Linked DNA regions of Gossypium hirsutum: region 2 is linked to region 1. A link is a contact called in public Hi-C data. All regions are on one chromosome and are shown on one strand. The core of a region is the stretch at or near the end of the contact, and the rest is flanking DNA. Distances in the headings are between cores, read along the strand shown.

Region 1 (6,901 bases), core at 2,692-5,191:
TATCCTCGAGGTTCATTCGTCAGTAATTCTTTTGCGCACTATAATATAGGTGAGGTGAATAAAATTTTAAAGAAAGTGGCATTGATACACACCTTGAAACCTTCGTTAATTTCTTATAAGATTATTTTTATCCCTGTACACCAACAACTTTAAGGTTCTCTTTTTGCAATTTATGAGAAATTAAAGAAGACTTGTCTATTCACCGAGTATTCACATGCCACTACAAGCATGGTACTATGAGGATGGATATCGGTAAATGTGGTTGCTTCAAGATCAATGATCTGGTCAAATTTTGATTAAAAAAGAACTTTTTTATGGCAAGAAAAGGTATGTCAAATTTATTGTTTTACTCTTAATTGCATGATTTAGATTTCAATTTTTATGTGTTAATTGAACTGCATTATGCAAAAGATGTAAGTGTCTTATGCATCAATTTCTTGACAAAAATCAAATGCTTGTTCATAGTATACATGACATTTTAAAGTGCATGATTATAATTGGTATAGATTTATATAACATATATTATATATCATGCAAGAAAGGAAGAAAGAAAGAAAGAAAGGAAGAAGATGGATGGAATGAAAATGCATGGTTAGGAAATGATCTATTAGTGGATTTTGTTTTGACATGGTTCAAACATTAGTTGAATATGCTTCTATCCAATAGAAGGATTATGACCATTTGGGAAAACCTTCCTAAGCTAAAAAGTTGTGTTATTGAATCTAATAGTTACTTTCAGAAAAGTTGGGTTGAAATGATCTTTTGAAACCACAATGTGAAACTTGAAAAGTGATGTCATTTTAAAGAGTCACTTATGCACCTATCAGTGCATTATAAATAAATAATAAGTTCGAAGAATTGAAATTTAACTCATTCTATTCAATTTGCGAGTGAAATTTTTAGTACAAAAAGTATTCTTTCTTTTTTATGATATATATTTAATTTGATATATGAATTTATTTGTTTATTTAAATCATGATATTAGTAACTAGCATTTGGATGATATTGATGAAACATTATTTCTATTGCTAAAAATGAAGCTTTGTAGATAACCATATTAATGAAACATTATTTTCATTGCTAAAAGCGCAAGTTTATTATATTGTTTACACAAACATTCAATTAACTTAAGTAATGAAAGAGATGCAAATAAAAAGAATAGGGAAGATAATACTTATGCATTTATTAATGGAAAAGCCTGTATCTAGAACAATCTCTACTCGCAATTGTCTAACTTTGGAATAGAAATCTTCCGACTAAGCAAACATAAAAAAAAAGACTGAAAACCTAAATCAGATGTGTGAAAAACTTTTTGAACCCCCGTAATATGTTGTTTTGAGCTATTATTTATAGATTACATGTATTATGACCTAACTAGGTCAAATAAAGTTTGAGTTACAAGTTATTTAAGACTGTGCGAACAAAAACACCCATGCAATAATTTTGGGTTTTGTCAGATTGGTGTCGCAACATTGCACGCGGAATGCTACCCTTCTTTATTTGAAGTTGGGTGTCATGATATTGAGTGGTGGTTGTTGCAACATCAGTGGCTGTATGTTCCCCCTTTTGATTCAAATTTCATTGCCGCGGCATCCTCTCTAAATGTTGCAACATCTGGAGCAGTCCATTGACTTATCGACCTAAAATGTCGTGTTACACACTCAATCAACTTGTTCGTTATTCTTTAGGCCCTAAAATTACATAATCGTTTTAAATTATTGATTATTTTTATAAAAAAATATTTAAATAAAATTTTCTATAAAATTTTTAACTTTTGAATATGTGTGAATTAAAGAGAGTTGACAGAAGCTATTTATACGTATATTAGATTGATAATTATTTTATATTTGAAAATCTTTTGAAGTCATTTATTTGCTGGTAATTTTTATATGCATATATTAAATATTAAAAAACGATAAATTTAAAATAATTTACGAAAAAAATGAATATCAAGATGCCATCAGAATAATTTAATAAGATCCAACCTAAAACTAACAATAATGGGAGGCTTGAAAACAAAACATTGGTTGATCTCATATCATAAGGTGAATGGTGTTAAGAAAAAAGTATCCAAAGTTTAGGTAACCTAAAGAGGCGTTTAATTTGAAATTAAAAGTGCATAAGGATATAAACCCAATTTAGCATTTTTATATAAGAAAAATGGAACTCAGAATCCACATGTCTAAATATAATTTAAATTTAATTGTATGAATTCTGTGAAAATATTTGATACAGTTTTTAAATTTAGGTTGATAAGTTGTTATATAAGGATATAATAAAATAAATATTTCAAATAAATACTTACCATAAAAATAATAAAATTAATGGTGCCTTCTTTTTCAAATTGCATTTTTTACAAGAGTATTGGAAGCATCGATTTTATCATTAAATCGCAAAAAATTGAATGTGATTAACTCTCTTAACTTTTTGATGGTGCAATTTAGTTGCTCCAAATATGGAATTTAATTAATTACACTACCATCCAACTTTAATCCACACATCACAACAAAAGGAAAGCCAAAAAACACGAATTTAATTTACTGCCACAGAATCAGTCAAAAAGATTACATAATGCCCATTTCTGGGTTCTTTTTCTCTTCTTTTGCCATTTCTTCTTTCCTGGGTTAGCTTTTCGTCAATTTTATTTCTTTAATTTATTAGAACATATAATAGAGGTCTGTGGTCACAAATGAATATGTATTGCTTGCTTCATTGATTTTTTTTTTTGTTCAGAACTTGTTTGATTTCATATACAGTTTTTAAACTATTGGGGAAGTAATATTAGAACATCATCTTTTAAAAATTAAAATTATAGGAAAAAAAGAATCTAGTAAGAAAAAGATAAGTTAAATTTTGTTATTAGTCTTTCTACTTTATAAAAGTTATGAATTTAATTTTTATATTTTTTATTTGATTCATTTTAGTTCGAATCAGTCCATAATTTTAATTCCAAACGATAGTAATTAAATTTGTTTACTAGTGGCGTACAGGTGTAAGTTTAGTCTATTTATTCAAATTAGATCATTTCAAATTCTTATATTTTCTGAATTTTAAATTTTGATAACTAAATTTTTAATAAGTATATCAAATTTTAAAAATAGTATAATTTTACTTAATAAATTTAACAATTATAATTGAATAAAAAAATATAAAAATTGAACAAGTAACTTCTACATAGAACAGAGAATGATAAAAAAAAAAGAATGTAGGATACAAATAACAAAGTGGTTTTGACTTTTAGAAATGCTATATATGATTCCAAATCATGCGGCTTATGTGCTGTGGTTTTTTATTCTTGATAATTGGTGGTGGGGGAGTGGAATTACTTACTATCGAACGTTTATAAAATAATACTCTTACCACAGAGGATAATGGCGTGGTCATCCCTGTTTATCGACCATATCCTGAGCACAATGATAAAATTTTCATCCTCATAATACGTGGTTTTAGGAGCACTTATCTTTCTTTACATTTTTTTTTAATTTTTAAATTTTAACCAAAACCCAGAAAAAAATGGAGCTAAAAGGGGTAGAACTGTAAAGACAAGGACAAAAACGAAACTCCATGAAGGTTATAATAAGAAACAGAGGAACATGGGAAACTGAGATTTGCAGTAAGCAAAAAAGTAGGATAAAAAGGGAAAGAGTGTTACGAAAGTTCTTTTCCTTTTTCTTTTACATGACGATTTTTTATGTGAAGGCTAAGGAAAATGACAGTAGTTGTTGTTATCACTGCAGTTAAACTTTCTGCTTTGTATACTTCTATGGTTATGCTATCCCATTCCTTCTAATTCCTCAACTACCCTTCCCTCTTTTACAGTTCCTTTTCTATTTTTTCTTACATTTCCCAACAACAACAGCAGCAACCCATTTTCCATGAGAAGGGTTTTTTTACAAGGAAAAGAAGAAAAAAAATATTTTACTTTTTGGGTTTTCTTCTTCTCTCTTTTTGTGGAATTTTCTTTTAGCTGTTTCGTATGGAAGTTGGTGGAGGTTCAGAGGAATGTTGTGTTAAGGTTGCGGTTCATGTAAGACCACTTATCGGTGATGAGAAGGTTCAAGGTTGTAAAGACTGCGTTACTGTCATCCCAGGAAAGCCTCAGGTACTGTCACTTACTAGAATGCAGGCCTTAATTCTTTTAAGTGCTTTCAAATGGATGATTTTGGGTTTAATTTGAAGTATTTGGAGATCTGGATCTTTTGGATGCTTGAATAATTGATCAATCAAAATTAACTAATGAATATTTTGCTATGCTGCAGGTACAAATTGGGACACATTCCTTTACATTTGATCATGTGTATGGGAGCACCAGTTCTCCTTCTTGGATGTTTGAGGAATGCATTGTGCCACTTGTTGATGGCTTATTCCAAGGATATAATGCTACTGTTCTTGCTTATGGTCAGGTACAGCTGAATCTTTCACACCACACACCTAAATATTGCTGTTTTTATTTTCCTTCCAATTGAAGTTTGAAAAATTATTTCAGACTGGATCAGGTAAAACATATACTATGGGCACAGGCTTCAAAGGTGGCTCTCAAACAGGAATCATTCCTCAAGTAATGAATGCTTTGTTCAGCAAGATTGAAAATCTAAAACATCAAATCGAATTTCAATTGCATGTGTCCTTCATTGAGGTTTGTTAAAGAACCAAACATTTCATTTTGTTTGTTCTACTTTGCTGTAATACCTGTTGTTGTAAAAGCTTCGCCCTTCGTGTATCAGATATCCATTTTATGAATATATCTTCTGGTTTATGTGATCGAGAATTCTTTGCATCATTTTAAGTATCACAACTGGCTTGACTAGCTCTTCCTACTTTTTAGACCTGACATGCATAATTTTTATCTAATTTTGATGTAAAGATCCTGAAAGAAGAAGTGCGAGATTTGTTGGATCCTACTTTTTTGAACAAATCAGATACTGCAAGTGCGAATACTGGGAAAGTAAATGTCCCTGGAAAACCGCCAATACAGATTCGTGAATCATCAGATGGTGTTATTACACTGGCAGGATCTACTGAAGTTAGTGTCAGTACATTAAAAGAAATGGGTGCGTGCTTAGAACAGGGATCTTTGAGTAGGGCTACAGGGAGTACAAACATGAACAATCAGTCAAGGTTAGTTCATTCTCGGTTCTTGTTAAATTAAGTATTATTTAGTAATTACTTCTTTTAGTTTTACCTTTTTCTTGGTTTTATATGATTTGCTAAATGCAAATTTTGATAATTTTTTATATACCAAAATTTCAGGTAATATGCCAAAGTAATAATTTTCTATAATGACAATTTTTTTTGGCTTTCCTTATGTGGTTGTATAGTCGCTCACATGCAATATTCACCATCACCTTAGAGCAAATGCGTAAACTCAACCCTGTTTCTGGAGATGGAAATCCTAATGATTCTATGAGTGAAGAATATCTTTGTGCCAAGTTACATTTAGTAGATCTTGCTGGATCAGAGAGAGCAAAAAGAACAGGTTCCGATGGGATGCGTTTTAAAGAAGGTTAGTAATCATTTTTATTTTGTTTCATTAATCTTCCCCACCCAAACATGGTAATTGCCGTATTCATCATCTAAACAGGAGTTCATATCAATAAGGGCCTACTTGCACTTGGTAATGTCATCAGTGCACTTGGTGATGAAAAAAAACGCAAAGAAGGTGTCCATGTTCCATATCGAGATAGTAAACTTACTCGGCTTTTGCAGGTATGACTAGTTTAAGAGGTCTGTTAAGAAGATTATAAATGGCTTCAGAAATTGTAAATCATCTTTTTTCGAATTTCAGTATCTTTATTTTCTCTAACTTTGTTGTTTATAAAGTGATAGAAACATGACCATTTCTTTTGGCAGGATTCACTTGGTGGCAACAGTAGAACTGTCATGATAGGTAATGCCATTTCTTCTAAATAAGCTGTTTCATTTTTATAATTTGATACATTCATGTCCTAGTCCCTGCCTTGCTCTTTAAATGTCCATTTTGAATTTGTTTTGATCATTTCCTTTCAAGTAGCCTGCATTAGTCCTGCTGACATCAATGCTGAGGAAACCCTGAATACTTTAAAGTACGCAAATCGTGCTCGCAATATCCAGAACAAGCCAGTTGTAAGTTCGAGAGAATAATTTTCCTTACTTCAAAAGTTTCGTCTTTCTTTTCTTCCCTTTGCCTAGTCAGATATAGGCAAAATTCAATATTGTTTCTATACATAATTTCATTCTTGCTTTGACTTTCATATAGGTTAACCGAGATCCTATGTCCAATGAGATACTAAAGATGCGCCAACAATTAGAGTATCTGCAAGCAGAACTTTGTGCCCGGGGAGGTTCTGGCGAAGTACAGGTATCATAGTACTCTTAACCACTTTATTAAACTCTATAATTGACGGGAATATTGAGATCTTAAGTTAGTAACACATGTTATACATGTCTTAACTCTTCAATATCTCATTTATTCCTTGACTTCTTCTGGGAGATAACTTATTATATAGGATTAGCGTCCCACAAGTTTTTTAATAGACTTATTGTGTAGGTTCTCAACGAAAGGATTGCTTGGCTTGAAGCTGCCAATGAGGATCTGTGCCGAGAACTTTACGAGTACCGTAGCAGATGCACCATTGTCGAGCAACGTGAAATGGATGCTCAAGTATGTTAAGGAAACCCTTATTGAGTTCATCTGAACTTTGAAATTTCTCAGTTGATTTACATCCAAGTTTTTATCATGGATATTGTGGTTTCAAATGTATATGAGTGCAAAACTCTTATTATTCAGGATGGTAGTCCGTGTTCTGTTGAAAGTGATGGGCTGAAAAGGAACTTGCGCAGCAGAGAATCAAGGGACAATCAAATTGTTGAAACCATGATAGGTACCGGCATACCTGATGTTTGCAAGATGCATGACATTCTT
Region 2 (6,669 bases), core at 714-3,213, 730 kb before region 1:
AATAGACTTGTCCAGATTCTGAAGTGAAACGAAAAAACCAAAGTTATAGTTAAACATTAAAAGCCAACATTTTTCAACAGACAAATTATGCATACATGAAAACCATTGCAGAAAATAGACCAATGGAAGTCAAAGAAATGAAGGAAGTTTAGTGTGAAAGGCGAAAGTATAAAGTTTAACAGGCAGGAGCAAGAGCCCTACAAAGGTAAGGAACAGCCAACCAAAATTACCATTTTTCTGATTTAAGAAGAAAAAAATATCCTTGGAGTGAAATAGAAATCCAAATGAAGGAAAGGGAAACAAAAGGTAAACATTGAAAACACATCAATACCTTGATAAATATGTTTGCGGTACCAGTCTTACGAAGACTAGGATCACGCTGAGAATACATGATTCGGATAGGCTTATTATTCAGTGGTGTGAAATTCAGTAGATCCATTGCCCTAGCCGCTGCAGGCAAAAATAACAAAAAGACACCGTCAATTAACTTGGAACAATTCCAAAGAAAGAACTGATTCTCCCACATTAATTATCCCACATCATTTATCTTTTTAAAGTTATCTAGTAAAGCAGAAGTTCAAGCAACTCATTGAAATGCCAGGCAAAAGTGGTTAAACACTCAAACATCAAAGCTCAACTTTTTTGAGAAATATTCTTATATCTACAAATTGCAGGAAATTTGTACAATCCTGAAGCCAAGCATAAAACTAAGGTCGGTACTTCAACTTCAATTATAGTTACAGTAACTGAAGACATTCCAATTTAGCACAAAAGGAAATCGGCAAATTGCATAAATACAATAATACACCTAAAATTCTCATACTTTAGGGAAGTAATCAAGAACTGACCATTATGTCATCAATGCAGGACTTTTCTTTCCCTTTAAAAAGAAATTTTCAACAATGTGTTATGAGAAAAGCTTTGTTAAAATAATGAATAAATAATCCTTAAATAATGCCTAGAGAGCGGATCCGTTCAAACAGCATCTACAAATCCTTAATAAATCAAAGTTATCAAATAACCATATATTCATTAAGATTACAAAAATTCAATAATCTATGTTCACATTGTAGAATAATTCTCAATCAAAGTAACTACGCCGAGCAGCCTTAAATTATTAAATTACTGGATAAAAAAACTAATCTTTTACAGTCAAGTAGAAGTCTAACCATCGCGAAGGTTGTTATAATTGACATAGCCATAGCCAAGAGAGCGGCCGCTCGCCAAGTCCCGGCAAACCCTAACTGATGCGACCGGAGCCACCTGGCTAAACAGTTGGTATAGCTGCTCATCGGTAACGGTAACATCAAGATCCCCGACATAGAGAGACGTAAGCATGAATTGCGCTCCTCCGGAAGCTCCCGGAGCCACGCCATTTGGACCGGAAACCGGCGCCTGATGCTGAACCTGAATCTGCGCCATCCTCAAAATAAACTAGCCCTAACTCTCCTAGATCCTTCTCCTTTTTTCGGATTTTTTCCTTTTTTTGCTTCCCTCTCCTATCTCTATTAAATCAGAATTATAGAGAAAAAAGGATTTTAGAACTAAAGTTCAAAATATGTGGGAATTTTTTTTTTTGGTGTTTTGGGGAATGAAGAGGAGAGGGAGTGATAAATAGGGATAGAATTGTCGGAAATCCGGAGGAGAACCGGACGGAAGACAACGCCGACGGAAAATATATGAGTTTTGGGGGAAAATATATTTTTTTTTAAAAATAAGAAAGGTTTTGGGGGAGGAGGGCAGAGAAACTGCACCGCACCGGCGAAGAAGGAACTGTGTCGTTTTTATAGGTAAGACAGTTTGAGAAAAGTTAATATCCGCCGTCTGATCCTTTTAATGGAAATCAGATCTTAGCCGCCTGACAAAATCAGGGTGCTTGCGTGACAATGGGCGGTGAAATTACACGTGGCAATGTCAGCCGTCAACAGTTATACCAAGTTTCTTCCTTTTTTGTGTTCTGTTTACGTCATCAATCTTATTCTCAAACTCAAAAGCTATTTTGTTCGATAATTTTAATGCTTTCTTTTTGTTAATCAGCATTTTGAGAAGAAAAAATATATAATTTTTATTATCTTTTAATACATCCTACAGATAATTATTGAGAATTTTAAAAAAGTTAACGGACGATATTTTGAAATGATTCGTTAGAACTGATAAGATAAGATATAGTAAAATTTTTAAATACATATAATTTGTTTTTATAAAAAAATTCACTGTAAAAATATAAAACCGAACCCTGTTATTTTGCGCAATGCGTGTTGTTTTGACTTGGCCAATTAGTTGTGCTGTTTGTTTTGTTTGTTTTTAATTGGAGTCTTCTAATAAACCATGTTTAGTTGTATTTCAATTATGTTTATCTTGTATTTAGGGTGTAGTACTCCCCTTTTTAAAATAAAAATATTAGTAAATCTTCGGCCAAAGTCTGAAAATAGAACGGATGGTTTTTTATTTCCCAATTTTTAAACTCATATGTGATTTTACATATTTATTATTTAATTATTTTTTAAATATTATATTTTTAATTAGAGTAATTAGAGTAAAATAATATTTTTATTTTAATTGTTAAATATAATTAAAATATATTAACTTTTCAATCTAAATGTTATAATAGAAATTTTTTAAATAATGATTAAAGTTAATTAACATATTTAATATATAATATAATTTTATTTTATATAATTAATGTCAAGTAATATTATTCAAAATAATAATTAATTAATTAATTAATTAATTAATTAATTAATATAATTAACTTTAACATTATTTAAATAATAATTAACCCTTCTTTTTAATAACAAATAGTGTATTACTTAAAAAAATAGTATATTACTTAAAAAGTGTTTTTATCCTATAGAAATATCAATAGGCTCTACAGTACCATCGGCTTTCGAACGACCGGCATCTTCTATCCCTTCTTAGTTGGAGAGGGTGACGAAAAAAGTGACGAACAAAGAGGATTCTACGTTGGTGAATGATGATCAAGATTTGCTGAAGCCTCTGTGGGAAAGTTATCTTATGAAGATAAGTTGACGGCTAATGGAGGGGGGATGTTGTAAGTGCTTGGAGTTTGGTGGATGAGATTGAAGTTTTGCCGGAGGATGTGATTATTAACCGGGGGAAAACTATTGGATATAGAGCTCTCATTAATTGGTTACAACTTCTTTGGTTGCCGTTTGGGAGATTGCAACTAGTTGATTTGGAGCATGATTATTACCTGGTTAAATTTAGTGATGTTGGGGACCATGAAAGGGTGTTGTTGGATGGTCCATGGCAGAGATTTAAATTGCGGTTGCGGTCGCGTTTTCGGTCGCGTTGCGTTTGTCACGGTTGCGGATATAACAAATGTTATTGGGGTCACTGCGGGTATCGCGACACACAACTTATTGTAAAAAAATAATAACGGTTTTAGCAGTAACGGTTTCGGACGGTGCCGCTACCGCTATATAACGGCCGCTATAGATATATCGGACCACTATTTAAATCCCTGAATACAACCACAGTGAAAGAGAAGAAGACATAATTGGCAACTACGAATAAATCGCGATTTGAGATTCTATCTAACGTTGATATCTTGGAGTTTACAAGGATGAATCCAATTTTTGAGGAGGAAATTGCTGAAGAGAATAATACGGATTGTTTGGAAAAATTGAAGGATCTTCAGCTTAAAGAAGTAAAAAAGAAAAAATAGGACAAATAGATTTTCATAACATAAAGGGTGCACGGTTCAGCCCTCGAAAAGAAAGGATGATGGGGAATAGGATAAATACAAGTGGGGCCTGCGATTAATGCAAATAAAAAAGAAAATGTTAGTGAGGGTACTAGTGATGGGAGCCCAAATGTGAGTTGGCCTGGACAAACTATTGTGGACATGGGGCTTCCCTTCCAAGCAGTCATAAAGTAATGATTATCGTGGATGAAAGCCTTGATATGCATGAACTGAGGCAAGACAAAAATCTGCTGGAAAATAGGCAACCAAACCAGAATCTGAAGGAAAATATGGCGAAGGGTGTAAAAAAAAAAAAAAAAAAATCGCAGTCCAAGTCCTACTGCTATTCAAATGTATCAAAAATCAACTTTACAAAAAATTTACAACATAATTAATAGAATGTTTGTCGATTATCAAGTGTTACTGCAGACTCATCCGTCAGCTCAGTCAGTGCAACAGCCTATTTTTTAGTAAAATCGGAACAGTTATTTCGGGACCACGAATCTGATCCAAAAATATAATTTATTTTTATTTTATTATATGATCCATAATATGGTAGACATGTCGTGTGAAAATTTTGATATGAACATTTTATCGATTAAGTGTTTAATTACGAGAAGGACTAAATCGCATATAATGCGAAAGTCGAATTCTAGTAGTTATAAGGATCAAATAGCTATGGAATAGGTCCTTATATGGTAATTAGACCATTAAGAAAAGTATGTAGATTTTTCTTGGTGACTCATCCATTGAATTATGGAAAAAGGGAAAAGACTTAGATTGAAATTACCAAAATACTTAATTAATTAAAAGATCATAGAAGAAAATATCATCATATTATTTTCATTTTCAACCTAAAATTTTATGGAAACCCTAGGAGAGAGAGGGGAAACTTTTACGGCCTAATTGGGTAAGTTCTCTTGTCTCGTTTTTAGTAATTTTGGTATTTTTGAAATCGGGATAGCTTAATCTCTCTATTTAAGGAACTAATTTGAAAAGTTATCAAGGTATGAAAATGGGTCATTGATGTATTATGCTGGAAATTAGAAATTCATGGTAGAAAATGAAATATTATTGATAGACAAACAACTTTTACAAAGTGATTTTTGATAAAAACATGATTTAGGGACTAAAATGAAAAGTTGTAAATTTTGATGAAAAATTCTGAAATTCTATGAATACATGTGCTGAAAAATTTGTAATGGGGCTTTGGTTAGGCTTGAAATAAGGAGTAATTTGCACAAGTTCCATTTTTCGGGCCTAGGGACAAAATCAGAATTTATGGAAAAGTTAGAGGCAAAATGGTAATTTTGCCTAGGATGTAAATTGAGTCCATTTAGATATGAAATGTGTGAAATTGATGGTTAAATAGATCCGAACAACACTAATTTGAAGTTAGATCGAGGAAAGGAAAAGATGTTGGATTAGTAGACTTTTACGCGAACAAGTGTCGAGATAAGTTCGTGTAACTTAATCCGGCATGTAAATATGTTTAATTGAATGTTGTGTTGTATGGAATGTGATTTATATTGATGTACATTTCTTGAATGCTATCATGAGAAATTTTATACATGCTTGAAAATGGTGAAAAAGTGGTTAAGTCCCGATTAGATGTTTAATTCTAATGATTGTTTGCGCTTTCCCGAAACAAATAAGGTCCTGCATTTGTTGCAGATGGGATTTAGCTCAGATGAGTAATCCCAATGACCTTGTTATATAAAATATTTAGCCCGGATGGGTAATCCCGTTATAATATCTCTTGAACATACGTTATGATTAGGCTTTAGCCTGGACTGGTAATCCTAATCAAGCTCCTCTAAGCATACGTTATATAAATGATTTAGCCTGGAATGGTAATCCTATTATATGGTAAGTGCCTCGAGAGAGTGTTTCTGGATTAAGTGCCTTAATGTGTACCCTTGAATAAGGAATTGACGAATTATTGAATTGTACACTTCGAGTGTACTACTTAAGCATCCATCGGAATTCAATGATTCAACAGACATAAAACTCTTGACATGGCACAAGAACTTTGAGATGAATTGATAATGACTTGAAAGAATATTGCTTGATGAGTTCATCTATGTTACTTGATTGATATGAATATTTTGGTGACTGACATGTTTGATGGAATCTATGTGATTAGGCAATTTAGCCAAATGGATGGAAACATAACATTGTATGCCTAGATTTTAATAAACAAGATTGGTAAGTTTAGTTTCTGTTATACGAACTTACTAAGTATGTAATACTTACTCCATTTTATTTTCCCTTATTTTATAATGCTCGAAAGCTCATGAAGGTTAGAAGATCATTGGAGAATCGTCACACTATCAACTAGCATTTTGGGTATATTTAATGAAATCATTTTGGTATAATGGCATGTATAGGTCAACTTGGCCAATAGTGGCTTGAAAATGATATTTTGTAACCTAGCCATTGGAATGGCTAGTAATGGTTTATTTTGGTATGATTAAGTAGATTGTGATGTTATATTCATATGTGATATGTCATGTATACGCGATCAAATGATGCTAATGCCTAAGTTATTCCAAGGTAAGCTTACAAACACATATGCATGTAGTGATATGCATTGTTGAGTAATGAGGATTTCCCAATTTGAATGCTTGAATTGGTTGGTTTGGATGTGTGTTTTAAGTTGTAGCAGCCCGTTTTTAGGGTTAAACAGAACAGTAGTTTCGGGGCCACCAAATCTGACGAATAGGTTTGTAAATATTATATTTAATATTGATGAGTTAATTGTGAGTTTAAAAAAGGTTTTTGATATTGTGATTTTTGTTTTATAAGCGATTTATTAAGTTCAAGTGGTATGACCCTAAGGTCAAGTAGGTTTAGAAAATGAGGTATCGAGACCTCATTTCTATAAACTGAGCCGTAAATATTTTTATAAATATTTATGGAGTGGCAATAAGATGGTATTAAAGTTTTGTTGAAAAATTTTA

Evidence for each region. Hi-C and Micro-C count contacts between places; a contact is called where the count stands out from the background.
Region 2: a contact with region 1 is called in a Hi-C map of leaf, with 4 times the contacts expected there. The contact joins the promoter of LOC107917920 here to the promoter of LOC107917911 in region 1. A contact is called at or near these places in 7 of 34 Hi-C or Micro-C datasets (callus, hypocotyl, leaf and 1 more).

The regions. Positions count from the first base shown.
Region 1 is chrA01:28,183,964-28,190,864 of Gossypium_hirsutum_v2.1, reverse strand. LOC107917911 (kinesin-like protein FRA1) reads left to right here and starts at 3,941. Exons shown (of 26, transcript NR_175000.1): 1 at 3,941-4,102; 2 at 4,260-4,403; 3 at 4,487-4,636; 4 at 4,865-5,118; 5 at 5,319-5,503; 6 at 5,582-5,706; 7 at 5,851-5,887; 8 at 6,011-6,102; 9 at 6,236-6,337; 10 at 6,527-6,640; 11 at 6,767-6,860.
Region 2 is chrA01:28,909,172-28,915,840 of Gossypium_hirsutum_v2.1, reverse strand. It overlaps LOC107917920 (polyadenylate-binding protein 2), which reads right to left and starts at 1,963. Exons shown (of 9, transcript XM_016847336.2): 1 at 1,170-1,963; 2 at 332-450; 3 at 1-18. The coding sequence starts at 1,422.